Linked DNA regions of Hordeum vulgare: region 1 is linked to region 2. The links are chromatin contacts, called in public Hi-C maps. All regions are on one chromosome and are shown on one strand. The core of a region is the stretch at or near the end of the contact, and the rest is flanking DNA. Distances in the headings are between cores, read along the strand shown.

Region 1 (4,010 bases), core at 149-2,648, 420 kb after region 2:
CCAGTAATACTATGTATTTTCTCTCCATCCTTGAACAGTAAAACGGTCGGAACCCTCTCGATATTGTAGGAAGTTGCAGTTTGTGGGTAATCATCAGTGTCAAGCTTATAGCATTTTATCCTTCCATCGTATTCGTTTGCAATCTCGTCGACAATTCGATGGACCATTTTACAAGGTCCACACCATGAGGCCCAAAACTCCACAAGCACAGGCACATCACTGCAGATAACATTTTGGTTCCAGGAACATGCAGTGATTGCTTCAGCTGTACAAATGGAAAGAACACTACTGTTACAACTTCTCTACGTATGCAGACTAAGTTCACAAAAAAAACTCAAAACAGATGAAGTTAATTACAACAGATTTCAGAAAACCGAACACGTGAAAGAAGTGTGTAGGTAGCTACTAGTATTCAGTGAGGTGAATCACAAAGATTAACTAAGCTAATTGGTTCTTCTTATATTCTGAAAGAGAAGGATTTACGCAACAGCGCAGCTTGTGCGAACTGACAGTCTGACAGTGCCATGATGGTGAGCGAGAGAGCCATGACATAGGACTAGATAAAATGCGTAGGTCAGCCAAATAACACAATAGGGCTAGGCGTACAAATTACAATGCCTACTGGTACTACTTCTCACTACGTTTATTAACGGAACAAGTAATCTAAGAAGTGAACATGGGGCTGCATTTTCCTGCATAGTACACATTAGACTAGTAAGTATTAGCATATAAATTCAATTTTACAGCGAGGAATTGGAATTGCCAGGCACACGGTTCAACTTCGCAACATATATAGTCTAGTGGCCTGAACTTAATCATATGATCCACCCTTCTACTCCGTATCTTGTAGCAGCAAACACAGTTCGTGGGCTCGTTAACCGCTTGTTCCATTTCCGTTTCACCAAGGACTAGCAATCAATCATATGACATATGAGGAACGAAGACATGGCTGACGTCCGAGTGAAACGGAAATGGAGCTAGCGGTTAACGAGCCCACTAACTGAAGCTTAAAACGGGGATCACTCAGCGAGGAAGCCCTTACCGCCAGTAGAGTAGGCACAGCTCACCCTGGCTGTGCTCGAGCCAGTCGTCGGGCGCCGGATCCGGGACGCGGCGTCCGGCCCGTGGGCCCACCGGCGGCACGGCCACCGGCGGGTGGAGGAGGAGCCGTAGCCGTAGCCGTAGCCAACCCTCCGGCGGATGGGCGCCGCGGCGGCGGAGGGAGACAGCAGCGCCGTGGCGCAGCAGAGGTGCCGTGAGGCCGCGGCGGCCATGATTTGGTTTGGGGAGTTTGAGAGCCGGGAGGAGTCGTGGCGGAGAACGTGGTGGGTGGAAACTTACGAGACGCACACGCAGCACGCGGTCCGTTGGAACTCATTTCCGGGAGCCTTCGCTTCGCGGGAATACCACCAGAAATACTACTACTACTCGAATGAATTCTCGCACGAGATATTCCATTCTTTCCCATCCCATGAATAATCAAAGGGATTAACAACATCTCTTTCTCTCGCCCACCCACCGTCACCGTCGGCCCCATGAGCGTGGCCAACCTAACCAAGAGCCGGGGCGCATGGCCCACGAAACGTCACCGGGACCCACGTGTCACCGTGTCAACAACTCGCCGATCCACGTGTGCACGCACCCCTCCAGAAACCAACCCCAACCCCAAGCCGAAACGACCGTCCAAACAGCAAAACGAATCAGAGCTTCTCGTTTGACTCGTAAATCATTTCCCCTCTCCACCTGCAGCTGCAAGCAAATTATCCTCGCACTATTTTTTTTCCCTCCTTTTCGTCGCGAAACGGAAAGCGCAGCTCCGGCCTCGGAGGCCCCAAATCTCGCCGGCTCCCGATCGATGGCCCGGCGCCCCGCCGCCGCCGTCGTCCGCCCGTGAGCCTCCGCCCTCCCTCCTCCGGTTCGCCCGCGCGCGCGATTTCTCGCATTTCTCTACGGTTGCGTGGTCTCTGTCGTGTTGCATCTGCGGATGGATCGGGGGCAGCAGCAGCAGCAGGGCGTCAGCCTGCAGCCGCACCGATTCGACCACCCCCGGATGAACTACCCGCAGCACGGCGGCGGCCGCAGCCGCGTGCCGCCCTTCGCGCGCGGCGGCCGCGGCCACAAGCACTTCTACCAGCCGCCGCCACCTCCGCCGCCGCCCTCCATTCAGGCGGTTGCGCCCGCGCGGCACAGGTACGAGGTGCTCATGGAGGCGGGACGCCTCGCCGCCGAGTACCTGGTGGCCAAAGGCGTGCTCCCGCCGGCATCGCTGCAGCGAGGCGGTGGCGCTGGTGTTGGATGGGGCCAGATGCCGCCCGCGCCTCCTTTGCCGCAGGCTCAGGAAGCCCCCGCGTTCTACGAGTCCCGCCGGAACGGCCGGCAGCGTCTTGACGACGAGTACGGTAATCCTAACCCCCGCTCGCGCCGGAACCATGGTGGTGATTACAATGGCGGTGACAATGGTAACTACAATGGGAGGGGGAAGAGGAAGTTTGGGGCTTACAACAGGAATTCAGAGTGGGGCCGGGACAGGGAGAGGAGTAGGGATTATCTGGATAGCCGGAATTATGGTGATGATGACGAGGAAGATAGGGCTCCTGTGTATAGGAGGGACCGGCGAGTGAGTGCTGGGATCGATGAGGTTGGGAGTAGCATCTCCGGCGTGGCCGGAGAGAGACAGACATCAAAGGTGGAGGCTGTGGGGGAGTCGGAGTTGGAGGATACTGGCTCAAAGGTGAGCTCTAACAGTAATGTCAGGAAGGATGCTGATGCCGTGCAAGGGATGCAGAATGAGAATGAGGCTAATAAAATGGAGGAGGATAGTAAGGTGTCTGATTCGGAGGTCGTTGAGAAAGGGATCAACAGTGAGAGTATTCATAATAATGCTTCTTCTGGTGTTGTTGAGGAGGGAGAGATAGATCATTCACCGTTGCCCTCAGATGACAAGCCTGATGATGGTAGTATTATGGACGAGAAGTCTGAACATGACAAGAGCTTGGATGAGAAGGGATCAAGCGTTGAAAATAATTTGCATGATGGTTGTCAGAATTTGCTGAGCAGTTGTAATTTTGCAAGAGCCCCAACAAGACCACGATCAATACTTGCGCACAGGAATGGAGCATCAACACATAGAGATGCTGCATTAACCGAACAGGTAGATCTGGCTCCTCTGATGGTGATTGATGAAGCAGCAAATGACAGCTCCTTGAATAATGTCCAGGGAGACAATAAAGATGACCATGTCTGCCTAGAACATACTGACCCAAGTGTTGCTTGCAATCAAATGATGGAACAAGTGAGACTCCAAGAAGAAGAAGCACAAACTGAAATACGAGATATGGAAGAACAGAACAATACTGCACAACATTACACAGTTCAGGAAATTAAGGAATGTGATGGATTAAATCCTACGTTGGCTTCTCAGCACGATTGTTCGAAGCTTCAAGTGAGAGAAGAAGTGCAGATTTATAATATTGATACACCGCCTCAAGATAAAGACTTGATTGATTCAGCTGATAAAGGGAAAACAACAGATAGCGTGGAATTATTACCAAATATCAAAGATGAAGCTCTTGTCACGATAAAAGAGGAAGACCTTGGTCAATCTAGCTCATTTAAAATATGTGATCTCAACTTGATTGGTAGTCCCGAGCTTGCTGATATACGAAATGATCCTGGTTTCGGTCAGTGCTCCAATGTTGTATGTTCAATGGAGGTACAAAATCAGCAGCATTTTGATTTTGGAACAGCTGTGGGCAACAATGCTAGTAATACTGACATGTATGCCCAAATTCCGTTAAACGATAAGGTTATTCAAATAATTGATATCGAAGATGACCCTCCAATTCAACCTAGCGTGTCTGATGCTTCAAGACCAAAGTAAGTTTCTTCATCCTCCCATTTGTCTGCTATTTCGTTCTGCTGATAGTATTTTTCAAAATATTGATCGATAAACATTGAACTGGCCAATTAATCCCTGCTCGGTGGGTCACCGAATAGCCGATTAACTGATT
Region 2 (4,186 bases), core at 1,630-4,129:
GTGTAAATTGTTGGCAGAAGTCATCAACCATGGTTAATGATCCAGTGACAACAATGAGAACACCACCACTGTGAGATAACAGTGCATATGGATTGTCTATACCTAATTTGACTTCCCTTTTAGGATGTTCTGCCCCTCCTTATATAGGTTGAAGTGATATGCTTACATAGAGTCCTACCACGACTTGGACTAGCTCCTCTAGAAGGAATTCCTCCTTTTCTTGGACCTTCTTTATGAGTCGCCTTCCAGGCCTGTCCATGAACCGCCTTACGCCGGCTTGCACACTCGGCCTTGGGCCTTGTCGTCCAGGTCGATCCGGCGAGCGGGGTGTCCCACGAGCCGTTAGCTGATGTGCCAAGTCATACCTCCTGGCCGGGTCAAACCGTGGAGTATATCCTTGACAGCCGGGTGATGACTTTTTAAAATATAAGGCTATCTGTTCTTTTTTATGAAGGGATATGGGCTAATCTCTGGCGTCCTTGTAATTATGGGTTGTATCGAAGCAAAAGTGCTAAAAAGGATGTCGATATGTTCCATTTGTGTGGCATGAGGACCCCCGAACTGAACACCCCCATCACCACATATCGCGCCACATCACGGCATGCATGCGCAAATGACGAACTGATTTTGTTAGCGGAAATATTTTAGGCTTTTAGTTATAAAATGTTTTATATCTTACACAAAAAATCCGATTGAAAAAGTTTTCACAACAAATCCGTCATAACGGGATATTCAAAACTAAATCTCATATCGATATGTTTCAGCTATTTTTTTGCTTGTTCAAAGTTGTCATGACTATTGCACATAATTTTTATTTTGTTTATACTGAAGTTGTCATGATATGTTTCAACTACCTTTACTTCTATGTTTAAAATAAATTTTGACTTATTAAAAAAGATAGAATTAAGAAATTAGAACTTGCCATGGTGAATTACTAAAACCTGCCAAGGATATAATTTTGTAGATGGTCCATAATTAAAAATAAACCCATCATTAACTACATATTTAAAATGCATGATCAATGACTCAAAATTTACATGAACCATAAACTATCATGGTCAATTAATATAATTTTCCATGGTGAATTGGTAAAGAATTTCCATGATCCATGAAGTAAATTTGCAATGGTTCACAAATAAAATTCCAAAACTTGGCCTGGCAACACATGTTTATTCGACATGGCTAAAAAAGAAGAGATTTTCATGGGTAGCTTTAAATATTGAAAACATATCATGGGAACTTTAGTGTAAACACTATGACAACTTTAGTGTATGCATGCATGCGATAATGTGGTAAGGGTATCTCCAAAGGCGACTCACAAACCGCCTGCATACAGCCGAACCATGGAAGCCATCTAACGCGACCCTGTATAGGTGTGCACGACGATTCAGACGTACTTCTTCCCGCAAATTGAAGGCAACGAGTGAGGCTTTATGGGAGTCTGGACATGCGATAGTGGATTTCGACACCCCCGATCCACCCAATCACCCCTCCCCGTCCCATTTTCCTTCAACTCCGTCGCTTCTCCTCCTTGCTTTGCATCCGCAGCCTTCACCTCCGATGCCGCTGTTGTACGTCTCCAGCTGCCACAGAGGCATTGCCGGACGTCCGCAATTGCACCAGCACAGAGGCGCCTCCTCGCCTCTGTGACCGCTGCCCATCCTGGAGTCGTTTGTACCTAGGTATACTCTGCCGCCCTCTATTGCGGATACCACGCCCCACACGTGTTTGATGAAATGCCATTGAGCTTATTTTCGAACACCATGTTGTTTTTAGAGTGCGAAGGATGGTGAGCTACTCGAGCTTGAAGGATGAGTTGTTGTGTGATGTGTGGTTGGACGTATCCATGGAATTCAAAGGCACGAGCACAAGGGAGACCTTATAACAGCAGGTGCATGAATTGTTTCACTTCTGAAAAGCACATTACGCCCTACGATATGTACATATTTCAAGCACGCAGTGTGAGGTCATGTCGCATCGCTGGTACGCTGTCCACAACAGCGTTGCAAGTCTTTTAACGTGATTCATGAGTTGGAGGCAAATTGGCCGTTGCATGCGGCACAGGATGAGCTCGCGAGTTTTGCTTCCTCTTGCTTAACTTGTTAACTTGTTAAACGATTCATTCATTCAATGTTGGTTCATACATTATGTAGCATGCACATGCTGCTGTGGTGTATCACAGGACAGAGGGACGGATATTTACATATTTGCTGAGGTGGGGGGGGGGTGTTATGTGTGGGAGGGGATGATCGGTTGATGAAAAACGTATTGAACGCCCGATTAATCTAGTCGAATCTGTGACATTGATGTACTAAACTGATTTTGCATTCTATGTAGAATAGTTTGTGCTATTTTCTATCTAAACTTTGATAATCGACCTATTTGCACGAATTCGACTGGTTAGTTTGAATGATGTTAGAAATTTATGTGACTACGGTTGTTTGGTGGACTTTTACATCCATGTTTGTGAACGGATACGAAAACAAATTTACAAGTTACGATTGAAGATGCCCTAAGATGCGTGATGATGGGGTGTCTCGATCAACTTGCTTTGTGTGAGTCGTGTAACACTTATCATTCTGAGATTTTTTGGTTCACGCCATCGATTTGTGCATGGATGGTTTCAATGGCCACCGTCGAGGGCCCTCACCTCACCTCAAGTTGGAGGGTGATCGACCGCAAGCATCTGGGGCTCACCAGGTCATCGGCCACAAAAGGACACGAACGATGCACACCCGCACAGTACAGGTCCTTGGATACGGCGTCGGGGTTTGCTTGGTCGCCTGGGCCGGTGAGGGTCAGAGTACCGCGCCATGTGCACCCCACCCGTGGTCCGCGGAGGCGCAGCGGACTCCCCAAATCCTCCGCGTCGCTCGCATTCGCAGTTGCCCGTGACCGGGAGGGAGCCCATCCCGAAGCCCCCCGCCCACTCTCCCAGGCGCGGGTAGTAGAAAAAAGGCGCCGCGCTGCGACCCGCAAAGCAAAGAAGAAAAGCGGCGGCCGCAGTCGCAGGCTCGCAGCAACACAAGCTCAGAGCATATTGGGTTGGCGTCGGGGCAGCGTCAGCCTGGCATCCCATTCCTTCCTTCCTCGCCCTCCCCTCCCCTCCCCGGACAAACCCCACACCTTTCCGCTCCTGTTCATCCCTCGCCGCGGCCGATACGAGGCCTGTGCCGCGCCGCCGGCCCCCGGATGCGGCGTCCAGGGCCGCTCCTCTGCGCGGCGCTGGCCGCCGCCGTCGCGCTCCTGGCCCCGCTTCCGCCCGCGGCGATCGCGGCAGGTAAACCCTTCTCGCCGCCCCATGTAATATCTTCACCTGTTCCCGTCTCTAGCAACTGGTCGAAGCCCACTCCGCTCCAGTGGCGGAGCAGCATTAGCTGCATTTGGTATCTGGGGCGGGTTCGAGGGGATCGGTCGGCGATGGTGACGGCGACGGCGACGGCTGCGGGCACGCTTCGCTCAATCATTGTTTTCGATTTCTCCCCTTCCGACGCCCATCCGATGAGTAGTCCCTAACGCCTTTCAGTTTTCTCTAATGATTCAGCCCAGAATATCATTAGTACAGTACCTGCAGGAGTAGGGCATTTTTAGGAGAGGCGAACGCGAACAGAAGGCATTTTTAGGTGCGAGATGGAGTCACTTAGCCCGGGAACAATCCCTAAGCACGACTGGTACGGGGCGCATTTTTCGCCTGCCTTCTTCAGTTCTTCTGTAGACGCAGTGTAGTTGGCAAGGGGAGCAGGGAGGGACCGCCTCTGCTCACTCCCCATCGCGTTGGAGTCCTTCCTCAGGCCATTCAATTCGCTTACCTAATGGGATCGCTGTACACGTACGACTGGGCCGATGGACTTTCATGGCTCTTGGATTTCAATAGCCGTTGGACTTGGCTGTCCGTGAGGATTTCCGTCCTGCCATTTGGCGTTACTGAACCGCTGATAATGTCACGAGATATTTTTGATTTGCCTGATGTTCCTCACGTGCACATGGGTTGTTTTTTCGCTTATATGTGCTAGCCTAGACCCTAGAGTGTACCATCAAATACTCTATATTCGTTTTCGTAGCGGTTCTGATCTAATGAGAGAAATATGGATATGAAATTTATGACAGGCAATCCATTAGGCACGTACCCAGCTAGTGCTGGACTGCTGGTCATGTGGCCTGTTCCCAATGGTGTTAACTTCACTTC

The links. Hi-C and Micro-C count contacts between places; a contact is called where the count stands out from the background.
Region 1: a contact with region 2 is called in a Hi-C map of seedling, with 3 times the contacts expected there. The contact joins the promoter of LOC123426736 here to the promoter of LOC123426733 in region 2. A contact is called at or near these places in 1 of 6 Hi-C or Micro-C datasets (seedling) and 1 of 1 datasets of contacts at active chromatin or transcription factors (embryo).

Annotation. Positions count from the first base shown.
Region 1 is chr2H:477,301,486-477,305,495 of MorexV3_pseudomolecules_assembly, forward strand. LOC123426736 (thioredoxin M3, chloroplastic-like) reads right to left here and starts at 1,399. Exons shown (of 4, transcript XR_006622313.1): 1 at 1,043-1,399; 2 at 1-265. LOC123426735 reads left to right here and starts at 1,711. Exons shown (of 4, transcript XM_045110611.1): 1 at 1,711-3,876. The coding sequence starts at 1,985.
Region 2 is chr2H:476,881,257-476,885,442 of MorexV3_pseudomolecules_assembly, forward strand. It overlaps LOC123426733 (probable receptor-like protein kinase At1g49730), which reads left to right and starts at 2,880. Exons shown (of 9, transcript XM_045110609.1): 1 at 2,880-3,280. The coding sequence starts at 3,193.